2 separate regions of the Mus musculus genome follow, and region 1 is linked to region 2. Evidence: chromatin contacts called from public HiChIP or PLAC-seq data. All regions are on one chromosome and are shown on one strand. The core of a region is the stretch at or near the end of the contact, and the rest is flanking DNA. Distances in the headings are between cores, read along the strand shown.

Region 1 (4,475 bases), core at 536-3,035, 61 kb before region 2:
GCTATTACAAACAGCTTATATTCAAATCCTGACCCTCCTGTGGGCGGACTCAAGACAAGGCATTTGACCCCTACAAGCTTCACTGTCCTCTTTGATACAATGGAGAGTGTGAAGCATCTACCTTGGCGACCTTTTTACACCTGTTGCTAGGGTTAATAAAATGATGAACTGTTGCAGCGGGGAACAGGGGGGGAGTGTGTCTCAGTACCTGGCAGCCACATCACAAGTGGTACCTACATTCTTTTTGTTGAGAGTCTCCAGCTGGCCTGGACCTCCATAGGCCCTGAGTGGCTTCAAAACTGAGGCTCCTCTCCTACCTCGACTTTCCAAGTGCTGAGATGAATACAGGCATAAGCTACCACACCCAGCTCTTAAATTCTTATGTAGGTTTTTTTATCAAGCGTAGCCTCTGGTGTCTGATCGTTCCGCCCCAGCTAAACTAATGGGATGTCTGAGAAGGAAGTCAGGAATGCCTTTTAGAAATTCCAGAGAGGCCCTGTGTGGGGTGCACTGATGATGTGACAGAGAGGAAGTCATCAGAGCGGAGACGGGAGCAATGCTGCTGACTATACTGTCACTAAACAAGACCACAACTTCCCTTTGTTTTGTTTTGTTCTTTCAAGACAGGGTTTCACTATGTAGCCCTGGCTGTCCTGGAACTCACTCTGTAGACCAGGCTGGCCTCAAACTCACAGAGATCCTCCTGTCTCTGTCACCCAAGTGTTGGTATTAAAGGCTGGGATTAAACTTCTTTAGTGCAGGGACCACAACATGAATATGATCCTGTACCTCACTGTCCAGCTGAGAGCACACAGGACCTATTACAGTGTTTCTTTTATAAGCTATGCCTCTATGTGCCTAATTCTGAGCTATCTGTGGGTTTGGTCACTTAATTGATTTAAATGTTGAGCTTCTTAGTTGATTTTGGGGGGGTGATGGGGGGCTTCTGCCTTCACCTCCAAATCTTCACTCTCATGTGGCCTTTAAACAACGCCTCTAAATCTCAGCACAGTAAATGCACCTTACAGCATGACTTCCGGTGACTAAATGTATGCCAGATAGCAGAAAACAAGCCACACTGTTTCCCAGTGTGTTTACCAAGACCAGAGAAGCCCAGATAAGAGGAAGAAAAGCTAGTGTTTCCCTCACAAAGCATCACTTTGTCACTAAATGCAGTTTTATCTTTGCCTTATCTGAGGCTGGCGTGGCCTCTGCAGGTTAAACACTGGGTGGCGCTCCAAGCCCAGGTTTCCATCAATCCTGCAGCAGCTTTAGCGCCACAGGAAAGTTTGCTGACCGAGGCAAGCATTGACTTCAGGTGCATGCACACACCCCCACCTCCACCCCTACGCTCTGCCAGCAACTCCTACTCAACAGGCTTCACCTGCAAGAATCATTCCCAGGGCTGTAGGCACCATCTGAGCCGCACCTGCCACTCCCAGACATGTTCTGAGATTGCACGCCTCTGCCTAAGATGCCTACGCGACAGCCTAAACCTTACTTGGCCTTCCCAGTGCAACCCAAAATTCCTGCTGTGTTTTCTCCAACCGAAAGCCTCCTCCTGTGACTTCCTACATTCCTTGATCTCCTTGATCTCCTTTTTAGAACAGACCGCTGTTAAGTGTCCCGTGTTGTCAGAGGCAAGGGACCGACCGGCCCTCCATTCACACCCACACAGCTTGGGACACTTGAGGAAGGGAGGGACGAGGGAAGAAGCGGGGAAAGGAGGACGGTGGGTTCACACGGAGCAGGAAGGGGATTCCATGAGACCGGGTTGGACAAATTTTCGCTCCAAGGACTGGGAGAGTGGAAGGGCAGTCACGTGGCGACTGTGGCGCACAAAGGCAGCACATCCCTTACCTCTGCCGCTTTGTCTCCTCCTCTTCAACCCTCCTGTGGATCTCTCTGACGTCTGCAGCCACCTGAATATTTGTCACCAACTCGGTCCCGCAGAGCAGGAGTTTAGTCAGTTTCTGGAAAACAGAGAGGCGGCAAGCTGTGAATCTAGACTATTCTGGGCTATTGAGATGGCTCACTGTGTAAGCTTGCTGCCAAGCCGCGAGTTCAACCCCGGGACCCGCACTGTAGGAATCAACTCCCACGCCACAAGTCCTTGGACTGCCACAGGCAGCACAGCACATACATCCCGGGGCACATAAGTAGAGACGTTAAATGTAAACAGAGAGAGAGAGAGAGAGAGAGAGAGAGAGAGAGAGAGAGAGAGAGAGAGAGAGAGGAGCACAGTGGCTTATGTCTTTAAAACCAGAGCTCAGGAGGCAGAGGCAGGTGGATCACTGGTTCTAAGGCCAGCCTGGTCTACATGATGTTTTGTTTTGTTTTTTCAGACAGGATTTTTTCTGTGTAGCCTTGGCTGTCCTGAACTCCCTTTGTAGACCAGGCTGTTCTGGAATTCACAGAGATCTGCTTGCCTCTGCCACCCAAGTAGTAGGATTAAAACAGGCGTGTGCCACCCACCCAGCCTTACACAGTCAGCTCCAAGCCAGCTTGCTTTGGGCTCTCTGCCACCCTACTGACTCCTCATTTACATGTGGTTGGAGATCTGAAATCTAGTCCTTGTGCTTTTGACACAAGCACTTTACCCCAGTCATCCCCACCCACCCAACCTGCCCCAATTTCTCACTTGTTTGTTTCTGAGGCCTGCTCATATCATATCCTAGGCCAGTCTTCCAGCAGAGCACTCCTGTCCCCGTCTTGTGGGTACCTGTACTTACGTGCCATCTTTCCTGACAGGAACCTACAGTTTGAAAGCTCACTCCTAGGGAACCCCAAAACGAGACAGCCCCATCTAGAGTCAGCAACACAGAAGGTATACTTCCTGCCTATGAAAACCAGGCTACGAGACTCTGCGACCGCCGGCTCAGCTCGTACCAGGCGGCTCTCTTCTTTCTGTTTGTAGCTCTTGCTCTGCTCCTCCTCACTCTCCTTCTTCCCGTCCAAATACTCTCCCAGGGCTTCCCTGTGGCAGGAAGACATCAAGGCAGGACAGTGCAGTCATGAGTGTTTGTGCTTTGTGTTTAAACACACGCCGTTAATCCCAGCACTCGGGAGGCACAGGTAGGTGGATCTCTATGAGTTCTGCGGCCAGCCTGGTTTACAAAGCCAGTACCCAGGGATATATAGAGAAATCCAATCTCAAAACAAACAACGACGACAACAACAACAAAAATCCCACACTACAAGCAAATAAAAGAGAACAGAAAACCTTAGGATACAAAGCCCATCTTTGAATAAATCTAGTCAGGTGAAAAGGACAGGATGCTATCAAGTCCCCATGATGGTTGGAGCCATTAGTTTGACAGAATCTAGAATCACCTGGGACAGGTATCTGGACTGTACATGTGGGTTATCTTGAGGATCTGGCTGGGATGGGACGTCCCATCCCCGCTGTAGAAAACACCATTCCCTGACTTCTGCCCTTGACTCCCCGGCTGTGGACTATGAGCTGAAGTAAATTCTCTCTCTCAAGTTGCCTTTGTTGCAGGAGCAGGATAAGCAACCGAGATGATGCCTTGTAGCTGGCATCTCCTCTGTGTGGCATTTGGACACCAGCTGATGCCATCTGCCACACTTTTCTCTGACTCCTGCCCTCAGGCTTCATATTGGGTTCCAGAAGGGAACAGGTATGCTTGGTAAATGGGCTTTGACAGACACTAAAACCAACCCAGGGCGGCATGCACTTCCTTATCGTTGGCAGGCCTTGCCTCACTGGCTGGTTCTACAATAATAATCAACTAGAAAGCAACAGTCTAAGACCTGCCAGCTACTCACACTCAAAACCCTCGAGGTCAGAGCAGATGCCCAGCCTTTGCTGTCACTGTCAACTGACCTTTCCAATGGGTGGCTGGGCAGGGACCTTCAGGACCCCTCAGCATAGACCCCAGGTAATCCAGGGTACATTGTGTCTTAAGGTTTCTATTGCTGTGAGGAAACACTAAGGCCAAAAGCAAACTAGGGGGAGAAAAGGGTTTAATCTGTTTAAGCTTCTAAGTCTTCATCGGGCGTGGTGGCACATGCCTTTAATCCTAGCACTCAGGAGGCAGAGGCAGGCAGATTTCTGAGTTTGAGGCCAGCCTGGTCTACAAAGTGAGTGCCAGGACAGCCAGGGCTATACAGAGAAACCCTGTCTTGAAAAACAAAAAACAAACAAAACAAAAAAACAAAAAAATCTTAAGTCTTCATCGGCAAAGCAAGTCAGCACGGGGACAAAAACAGGGCAGGAACCTGGAGGCAGGGGCTGATGCAGAGGCCATGGGGGGGCGGGGAGGCGGGGCTGCTCTCTGGCCTGCTCAGCCCACTTTCTTATAGAACCCAGAACCACCAGCCCAGGGATGGAACCACCCATAATGGGCTGGGTCCTTCCCCATCAATCACTAATTAAGAAAATGTCCTACAGCCCAATCTTAAGGGGGCATTTCTTTAACTGAAGTTGTTCCCTCCTCTCAGATGGCTTTAGC
Region 2 (4,416 bases), core at 1,188-3,687:
CCTTAATTTTGTTTAGACATTATCACATGCTATTATCACACCCAACAAATATCTCCCCACCCCAACCCCTACAAGACAGAATTTCTCTTTGTAGCCCTGGACATCCTGGAACTCTCTTTGTAGACTAAGCTGGCCTTGAACTCAGAGATCCTCCTGCCTCTACCTCCCAAGTGCTGGGAATAAAGGTGTGTGCCACCACGCCTGACAATGTCTTAAAGTAACCCAGCAGTGCCTCCTTACAAAGCTAGCTTTTTCTCAAGCTCCAAGCTATCCTTTCTAGCTGCCTGGCTTTAGGGCCTACTCCCAGGAGTCTCCTCTCCCCTTGCTGTCCTTGTCATAGATCATAGTTATAGGGACACTTGTCCTCTCTCTCTCATTAGAATATAAACTTCCTGCACATCACTGAATTCCCAGTCTCTTTGGGTTTTTTTTTTTTTGCTTGTTTGTTTGTTTGCTTTGCTTTTTTGTTTTTGTTTGTTTGTTTTGGTTTTTCGAGACAGGGTTTCTCTGTATAGCCCTGGCTGTCCTGGAACCCACTCTGTACACCAGGCTGGCCTCGAACTCAGAAATCTGCCTGCCTCTGCTTCCAAGTGCTAGGATTAAAGGCGTGCGCCACCACCACCTGGCCTGCTTTTTTGTTTTTGTTTTTGTTTTGTTTTTAAGGTTTATTTATTATTATATGTAAGCACACTATAGCTGTCTTCAGACACACCAAAAGAGCACATCAGATCTCATTACGGATGGTTGTGAGCCACCATGTGGTTGCTGTGATTTGAACTCAGGGCCTTCAGAAGAGCAGTCAGAGTTCTTAACCACTGAGCCATCTCTCCAGCCCCCCAGTCTCCTTGTTAAACACCACAGCAACAACCAAGACCATGATCCTCGGACAGCTTTGGAGATGGATAAATGTGGCATCACTTGGAGACAAGTAGAAGAGCAGATAAGAGTCCAGTTCATCTGTTAGCCAAACAGCAGCAACAGACAAGCTTACTAAGGATGCTTCTGCCTTGCCCAGTTCCTGAACCAACCCCAGTTCTCATCCCAGAACCTCCTAACCAAAGAGGTGGCAGGGATCCCAGGAGGAAGAACAGAGAACACAATGCAAATACATAATGTAGTGAGGCTCCTAGCCTTTCCCCAAGGGGATTGAAGGTCATCAGGGAACTGTCAGGGAAGGGGATACCCAGACAGTGTTAGGACAATTAAAAACAGATCTGAGTTACCATGACAACAAGAGATGCTAACCATGATCACAGCCTTGCCCAACTAGGATGGAGGCACACAGACCTCCATCTTGTACTTCTGCTGGGTCTGTAGACCACCAAAAGTAAAAGTGGAATGAACGACTTAGAAGTTGAACAACTGTCACATGAAGTCTGGTGACTAGTGGATGTCCCTTAAACTTTACCTAAGCTAATAAAGACACCAAAGCCTAGGGAACATGGTGGGAATGCAAGTGTGGTGGCTCCTATCACATCCCCTCTTAATTCACAGGTCTGGCACTTGCAGTACCTGGATGGATTCTAGACAATGATCATCAATGTCCGCAAGCACAAGCAAGCAGCCACCCCGCCTTTGCTACAGTAGATCCGTCGACATGGCCTTGGGCCCAGGGAGTGTGGCCACTAAGTGAAATGAAAGCTTTTACTCTTATTTTATTTTTATTTTGAGGTGTCAAGGCCTTCCTACGTAGACTAGGCTAGCCTTGATCTCAAAGAGATTTGCCTGCCTCTGCCACTCCAGTACTGAGATTAAAGGCATAAGCCACTAACCTGGCTTTATTTTATTTTATTTTTTAATTTTAAAATGGATCAAGATGCTCATATCTGTGTGGAACACACAATCACATATGCTCACTGGCTGTGATAAGGTATTCTCAGTAGAATGGGGATAACCGACTCTTTCACAGATCGCGGTCCATTACATCTCGTCAACAAACTCTAGCCTCTGGAATAAATCTGACCTAGAACTTTTTTATTTTTATTTTCAAATATTGGGACAGGGTCTCATTATGTAGCCCTAGCTGTCCCAAAACTCACTGCTTGAATGTTCTAGAAGAAAAGTTTTTCTGTTTACACCCAGGGCGCGCGCGCGCACACACACACACACACACACACACACACACACACACACACCTTACCATGGAGCTCCCACCCAGCCCGGCCCCAGCTCCCTGCAGGGCACTCTGGGCTCCCCATCGCACCACCCGGCCACCCAGCTCACCGCCTTCGGGCTTCCTGACGAGCAGCGATGCGCAGGCGCCGGGCCTGGATCCGCTCCTGCGGGTTATCCGAATGCACCGAGGGTCCGAGAATCGGGGTGGCTAAGTGTTCTTCCCCATTCTGCTCTAGGACCCCAATGGTTCCTGAGGGATTCATGGCGGCGTCTCCCACCCACTGGCAGCTCCGCCTGGACCAGCAGCCGGGTTGCTAGGAACAAGCCGTTGCCAAGGGAAAGCAGTCACCTGACCCATCTCTGGCTAGCTGTCGCGCGGCGCTCCAGCCCAGCTTCTCTGTCAGGCACTACGAGTTGTATATTTGTATCCCAAATGTGGACTTGATTCCCCTTGCCTGAAGTTGGTTTGGAGGGGCTGACTTGACCCCACGAAGGCAGATGGAACAAACCGCACCGCATCTCTTTCTGACTCAAAAGCCCAATTCATCATCCACCTTACCAAATGAATATTCCTAAAAGGCACTTTGCTCCAAAATAACTGAGTACCTGCAACATGAAAAGCATTGTATTATATAGCTAGAGACAGTGGCGTCCTTTCCTTAAGCTGAGTGGGAGACCACCTCAGCCCATTGCAGTTTTGGAAGTGTGAACTCAAGTACACTCATCATCTGTAGCCATGACCGAAAAAGAGGTGGGTTCAGGAGAATGGTTGGGGGGGGGGGGGCGGGGAAGAACCCAGGACACCACCGCTCTCTCAAAGCAGCAGTCTGCGGGGGCGGGGGGGGGGACATCATGCCTTAGGCACCGTGTGTCCCCTTGTCAACAAAATAATGTCCTGGGGCCAGAGAGAAGGCTCAGCAGTCAATGTTTATGGCCAAGGAGAGTGACCAACTGAGTTCAATCCTTTAGGCCCACACTATGGAAAAAGTACCAGTACTGATAAATTGTCCTTTGACCTTCACATGCCACAGTGGCATATGGGCACACAAAATCATAGGTGTAAAAAGTGGTTTTTTTTTTGTTGTTGTTTTTTAATGTTCTCTTTAAGAATTAAAACTATGCCTGTGGGCTTGTGGTACGGCTCAATGGTAAAGGGTTTACCTACACCAGTTGGTTCGTTGGAGCACCTTGGACAGGACACACAAAACAAAACAAAAACACCACTCCTGTAATCCCAGAACTCAGGATTGTGTTCCAGGTCATCCTGGAACACAATGAGACTCCATTTCTAAACTAAATTAAAATAAGAAATGTAAAGCCCTATACCAAAATAATAATAATAATAATACCCACCCTTATAATAATAATACACACAGACATGCAGACATAGTGGTTCACAATCAGCCCTCTGGGAGGCTGAGATAGGAAGACTGTAAAGTTCTAGGCCAAGCAGGGCTACATTTCAAGACACTATCCCTAATGCAAACCACTCGACAGTTTTATTTTTGTAGCATTGGAGACTGAACTTAGGGACTCAGACATGCTAGACATTCCTTGATGATGAAGGGGTTTTATGGCTTAGGGAAGTTGCAATGCAAGAATGAGTTTGCTGCTGGGGGTGGTGGCACACGCCTTTAATCCCAGCACTCAGGAGGCAGAGGCAGGCGGATTTCTGAGTTCGAGGCCAGCCTGGCCTACAAAGTGAGTTCCAGGACAGCCAAGGCTACAGAGAAACCCTGTCTCGAAAAAAAAAAAAAAAAAAAAAGAATGAGTTTGCTGTGTAAAACCTAATCCTCTATAATAGGAAAGCCCAGAAGACACACCCTTCATAAATCCTATAAGATGCAAACTGGTGAGAGGGCCACCAGCACATCTGAAGGGCTTTGTGGTCTCTGCTTATGCCAGACCTTAGGGTTGCAGATGCTGCTGCTCAACTGAATGGATGAAAGGCAATGGGATTAACTGGGCACTGAGGTAGCAGGGGCCAGTGGCAGCACTGAATCACCAGAAGCAAGATGACTGCAGTTATATGGGCAGCCTAGACAAAACAATGTTCATAATGATGTAACTCATAATGGTCAGCACAGGCAAGACAAATTTTATAACGGCATGACTCATACAGACCTTTGGTACTGGCTAATCACGGTGTTTCCAGGCATGAAGTAGATAATGAGCCTATTGCATTTATTTCATCTGTATCAGAAAAAAAAATCTCAAACAAATGAAAGAAAGGCTATATCGGATTCTGGCAAAAGGCAGTCTCGGCCAGTGCATCTATTTCCAGACTTGAGCCAGTTTGCA

The links. HiChIP or PLAC-seq counts read pairs in DNA pulled down with a chosen protein or histone mark.
Region 1: an H3K4me3 HiChIP or PLAC-seq map of forebrain shows a contact between it and region 2, with 6 times the contacts expected there. The contact joins the enhancer-like site here to the promoter of Drc1 in region 2. A contact is called at or near these places in 21 of 39 promoter capture datasets (the 3T3-L1 cell line, 3T3-L1-derived adipocytes, the C10 cell line and 13 more), 3 of 15 datasets of contacts at CTCF or cohesin (hippocampal excitatory neurons, large pre-B cells and liver), 5 of 484 Hi-C or Micro-C datasets (the G1E-ER4 cell line, bone marrow-derived macrophages, embryonic fibroblasts and 2 more), 23 of 115 datasets of contacts at active chromatin or transcription factors (bone marrow-derived macrophages, craniofacial prominence, double positive thymocytes and 17 more) and 5 of 9 other capture datasets (adipose tissue, embryonic tail, liver and 2 more).

The regions. Positions count from the first base shown.
Region 1 is chr5:30,340,166-30,344,640 of GRCm38.p6, reverse strand. It overlaps Drc1 (dynein regulatory complex subunit 1), which reads right to left. Exons shown (of 17, transcript NM_001033460.4): 2 at 2,890-2,977; 3 at 1,861-1,973. Among named protein-coding and RNA genes, the nearest start is that of Drc1, 61 kb to the right of the region's middle. Within about 2 kb of position 1,785, at least 31 of the 459 cell types and tissues checked have an H3K27ac peak or open chromatin away from gene starts, as enhancers often do. A contact at or near this core is called in forebrain, where this site is marked.
Region 2 is chr5:30,279,414-30,283,829 of GRCm38.p6, reverse strand. Drc1 (dynein regulatory complex subunit 1) reads right to left here and starts at 2,437. Exons shown (of 17, transcript NM_001033460.4): 1 at 2,224-2,437. The coding sequence starts at 2,378.